2 separate regions of the Danio rerio genome follow, and region 1 is linked to region 2. A link is a contact called in public Hi-C data. All regions are on one chromosome and are shown on one strand. Each heading gives the region's core, a stretch centred on a gene start, on an enhancer-like site or on the middle of the called end of the contact. The rest is flanking DNA. Distances are from core to core; before and after follow the strand shown. Region 1 holds the start of btbd11b (BTB (POZ) domain containing 11b). Region 2 holds the start of trabd (TraB domain containing).

The links. A called contact is a pair of places that touch in the nucleus more often than the background predicts.
Region 1: a Hi-C map of hematopoietic stem cells shows a contact between it and region 2, with 2.9 times the contacts expected there. The contact joins the promoter of btbd11b here to the promoter of trabd in region 2. A contact is called at or near these places in 2 of 18 Hi-C or Micro-C datasets (caudal fin and hematopoietic stem cells) and 2 of 4 datasets of contacts at active chromatin or transcription factors (caudal fin and embryo).

What each region holds. Positions count from the first base shown.
Region 1 is chr18:16,453,622-16,456,341 of GRCz12tu, forward strand. It overlaps btbd11b (BTB (POZ) domain containing 11b), which reads right to left and starts at 1,323. Exons shown (of 17, transcript NM_001424048.1): 1 at 1-1,323. The coding sequence starts at 860.
Region 2 is chr18:16,253,117-16,255,816 of GRCz12tu, forward strand. It overlaps trabd (TraB domain containing), which reads right to left and starts at 1,301. Exons shown (of 10, transcript NM_212623.1): 1 at 1,191-1,301; 2 at 486-535. The coding sequence starts at 509.

The DNA of each region.
Region 1 (2,720 bases), core at 73-2,572, 200 kb after region 2:
GCATTTTTCCCACACGTGAGATGCTGATAGGGCAAAAGGAGGCCGTACAACTCTGAATCATTGCTCAGAGCCTGCTCAAAGGATTCCAGTGTAAATTTGGGGATCCCGTTATCCTTCTCCACCACCGAGCTATTCAACACCCGAGTGAAGACCTCGCGGAAGAGGCTCTCCATGCAGCCGGTCAGGTATATAGCCGCGTGCTCGTGGACGCGCACCGCGACCCTGCTGTCCACCATCCACCTGAAGAACTTCCCCACAGAGAAGACCAAGCCGCATCTCTCCGATTTCCCCCGGCTGAATTTATCCTCGGTGCTCATGTTGTACATGGACAGCGCGCTGAGTGAAGCGGCGATGCAGTTGACCGAGATGGTCCACGATAGAATCATCTTGATGGCACTTTGGACTTCGTATTTGGTGCATTTCCCGTAGCGCAAACTAAGTCGCTGCGCTTCCCGGGCGATCCGGACCAGCGCGCGGCTCACGAGCGCGGAGAGACGCGCGAGCAGGTCCGCGGAAACGGTGCCGAACCGCAACTCTTCCTCCTTGTTGAGCGCGTTCTCCACCTCCCCGAGGCTCCAGGGCACATCCTCAAGCTCGGGAAGTTTAGCACAGTGTCCGGAACACTCCAGGGTCTCGCCGTCTTCAGCCAGGACGGTGTTGACGGTGTCTAGGCTGTTGTGTCGACTGCGCATGGAGTCGGTCAGATTCCAGCAGTGCCCTCCATGCGCATAGGAGATGTGCGCCTCGGAGCAGCACAGAGACAAGCTGGATGACCTGAAGGAGTCCGCGGCTCCACCGTAACCCGAATCCAGCGTCAAATCCTCCAGGGTCCTCACCACGGATTTACCCCTTTTTGCCATAACTGCACTTCATATTGTCCACAAGGCTGAAAAGCGAGGGGAAACGTTCCTCTGCAAACAGGCACCACTACTCGAACGCTGTCTTCTGTCCACTCCACTGTGTTGTTGGAAAGGCGCAGGCGAGTTCTCAAATTGTTGCGTTCACTGTTGAAAATGCGCCCCCAACTTTGAAGGAGCAGCGCTGTTGTTATGACTCACACACGCACTAGTGTGTTTGAAGGCTGAGAGGCATCAGTTGGAGGAGGAGCCACGTACAGTACTGCATCCAGTACGCTGACGGGACTATTGCTGCCTACAGTTGCTTTTGAATTTGCACGGTCCTGCATGATGTTTCTGAGGTCATCTGGAGATCCCCTCTGAAAAGGTTACGGAAACAGTCAGTTGGACACCCACTCTAGCTATATAAAGTACATCTAAACAATATAGATAGATAGATAGATAGATAGATAGATAGATAGATAGATAGATAGATAGATAGATAGATAGATAGATAGATAGATAGATAGATAGATAGATAGATAGATAGATAGATAGATAGATAGATAGATAGATAGATAGATAGATAGATAGATAGATAGATAGATCTTTTACAATTTTACAAATTTGAGTGGATTAAACGTAAAACAATTAAGTTGTGCCAGAAAAGCAATAATTGTGTTGATTCCGCTCAATTTAAATAAGTGGTTTAAACAAGCAGCAAAAATAGTGACAATAGTATCAGTAGAAAAACTATGAGTGTGAATAGATAGATAGATAGATAGATAGATAGATAGATAGATAGATAGATAGATAGATAGATAGATAGATAGATAGATAGATAGATAGATAGATAGATAGATAGATAGATAGATAGATAGATAGATCATCTCTCCAAATAACAATCGTTCATAACATTTTTGTCTCGATCAGAATTCCACCAGGATATGAACTGTAATTGGTCTCGGGAGTGAAAACAGAGCTGTAGATCTAGTGGTCTTAAATGGCCAAAACAAATAGATAGACTTTTTACAACTAGTAGTCAGCATGCATGAAACTGCTCCGATCCAGTGGACCAAGCAGGGCTGCATGTTTGAGGACAAAAAGCAAGGGATCAAATGAACACCTGTCTTCTTCCCTTTTCTCCCTTTCAGATGGGGCTCAGTGTAACAAGATTCCCGCTCATTAATAATGAAGAGTATGCATAATATATCAGTCATCTTGAATGGACGGTTCTTGTGAACTTCACTCCCACAGTCTGTAAAGGTCATATGTTTTTCAGTGTGAGATTAAATGTAAAAGTGACGCATCAAGTGCCTCTTATTTTCTAGCAGCTCTGTCTAACACAGTAGGTATTTGATATATAAAGTAAAAATGTGCACTAAAAGGCTAACTCAAATTTACATCATGACTTACAATAGAAAGCAAAACTGTTCATCCTTTTCCATCTGAAAAATACCTAAGTGTTTATATGTTTCCAACTCAGTTTTAAAGTGATATATTTATATATTTTCCTTCAGCTTAGAGCCTTTGTTCATCAAGGGTCGCAACAGGGGAATGAACCGCCAACTTATCCAGCATATATTATACACAGCAGATGCCCTTCCAGCTGCAACCCAATACTGGGAATTAATAGTTGTTGATAGTGATACTTAATCCAAAAAATAATATTATTCTCACTATTTACTGCCCCTCAAATGGATTCAAACCTTTAAAAGTTTCTTTCATCAGCTAAACACAAAAGAAGATACTCTGAAGATAGTTGAAAACATTTAACCACTGACTTCCATCATAGGATTACCAAATACTATGCATGTTAATGGTTTCCAACATTTTTCAAAGTATCTTCTTTTGTATTTTACAGAAAAATATATACATAAAGGT
Region 2 (2,700 bases), core at 51-2,550:
TCAAGTACGCTGTGCATTTTTTTCTCATGTGGGAAATGCCCAGCTAAATAAACAAAAACATTGTCCAGTACTCTTAGTACCCACAAGCAGGCAATAAAGAGGCTATACGTACGTTAAAAAGAAAAACTTTATGCTTTTAGGTGGACAATAACTTTTATAGTATTTTTTCTGCTCTGGATGTCAATTGCTATCAGTTACCGACATCCGTTAATATATTTTCTTATGTGTTCAAAGATAAGTTTGTACCAAGTGGAGGGTGTCTAAAACTTCACAGAATATTCATTTTTGAATAATAATTAAAGTAAATAAAACAACAAAGAAACAGAATCCCTTTCATGAAACATTATCTGTTTTACATAGTTACAATGCTCTTTAGATTAAATATTAGTGGACCAGAGTTTAACAATATTATAAGATCAGTTCACAAATTTCCAACCATACCATGCAGGCCAAACAAAGCATCAAGATCCCTCTGTCTTTCTTACCTCAGAGTTGTTGTCCTGTTCCATTGTCCGCTGTTCACTAAAACCTTAACCTGAAATAAAATATTACATCAGATGCATAAAAACACACATATGACTCCACAAAATGGAATTGAACACCTCTGCGACTGTTGACTGTGTACTGGCTTGTTTTGAAAATATGGAACACAGTTAGGAAAACCAGACACAGTCCAATTAAAGGATTTCAAACTTTTCTGACTGGTGTACTTGGGTAGGTTCAGTTAAGTGAGTCATCAGACTTCATAATCAGCCTGCCATCTTGCTTTGTCCAACTAGTCCACGTACACTTTTCAAACTACTGTATTTCCAAAACATCAGGGTCATTTGGAGTTGTGCTGAGGATTTGGATGTGATGGTCATTTGCTTGAAGTTGCTGAACAAAGCGGGTTTTATGTTGGCCGAGAAGCAGATCTAATCCTACAAAAGTAAGACATTAAAAGCTGGCAACCTACTGTCATCAGACCACCTGGTTGGCACATCAAACTCTTTTCTTTTTAAGCTTCCGAAATGATTTCATAAACATTTATTTTGAAAAAGACACATTTAAAATGATAGTATTTCAAAGTTAAACTGTAAACCAACTGACACTACTGACAAGAAGGTGAAACTAAACCGCAAATCTGATGGGACTGGCTGCAATCTCAGACATCACTCCGAAAAGCAACGAATATAAAACATAACTCTTACATTTGACTTGATAGAGAGCTTGTCCACTCTTTCCACGGAAAGTAACGGGTCCGACTGGACTGTCAGTTGTAGAAATTGATGATTCCTGACCAGGTAGCTAGGCTACAGGCTAACGTTGAATGCGCACACATCCACGCAGCTGTTAGCTGATGCTATGCTAATATTAGCTAAGCCCCTTCAAAAGTTTACTGGACTGCCCGAGAATAAGTTATGTAGTTCACTCACTGTTGCGATTATAATATTACATTTTAACATTAGAGACATGTAAATATTATTAAATCAACCCCCCTGTCTGTGGTTTGTATGCTAGCTTCGGCAAAACTGAAATGATTAAAGTTAGAGCTAGTCATCTGCTTGTGGTATGAAGTAAAGATGTAGCGCCGCCCATTGCAGCGGTTGCTGGGTAATGTAGTCCATAGACACTTTTTCTTTTGTTTGGTACAAGCTCTAATAAATTTTTATATATTAATTATGAAGAAATATAGGGTTATATGCCGAAATATGGCCCCAGTGATCTTTATTTTGCAGCAAAATCTTCTCTAATTTTTTTAAGTGCACCATTGTATAGATGTATCACTGTCATGTCTGAAGCATCATTTTGTTGTGTTAATAGTAAATGAAGATCAATTTAATGTGGTCATTGTGTGTCGTAATTTCTATATGTATCATCAGGGATAGGTAGTATTTATGGTTCATTTATTTCAAATATGTATTTCAAATACAAAATATAATAGAAATAGTCAAATGAAATAGTATTTTGGAATTTGAATTTGATAGGGTTGATGAAAATAGCTTAATATTTTGTACTAAAATACTTTAGTGTCTTGTATTTTTGTAGTTTGAAAATACTGTAAAATATTTTGTAAGGCTGCATGATGAAATCATTAAGATTCTGCCTTTGATTGGTGCTTTCTCAGTTATTTGAATATGCTTGAGATCAGACCAGAAAAACCTGCTGAAAAACAGCATATGCTGGTAAGGTATGTTTTAATTCTGTTATGCTGGTCTTGCTGTACTCAATGATGGCCCTGCTAATCAGGACCAGCAAGACCATCATTGAGACCAGCACTGAAACCAGCAAGACCAGCATCAAGACCAACAAAATGAGCATTGAAACCAGCAAGACCAGCATTAAAACCAGCATATGCTGTTTTTTTTTTTGTTTTTCAGATTAACATTAAAGAAGGTGGTCAGTGCTTGGAGTATGCAAGGAAACTATGCATAACATCACGGCGATACCAATACCTCACTAGCTGTTTAAACATCATGTAGTTAATAAGGAAAGATGTCTGCCTGAAGATGTCAAAGTGGGACAATATTTAATAATATAGCAATTTAGTCCACAGACTAGTCAAAAACACAGGACTCAGGTAATATCTTATAAAGAAAGAAGAAAAAAATCATTTAACAATAAAACACTTAATAAAACACCTTTTTAAAATATAAGAATTGTAGGACGTTGAATAATCATTATAGGCTACGTGAATATATCAATTTTACTGGCCACACA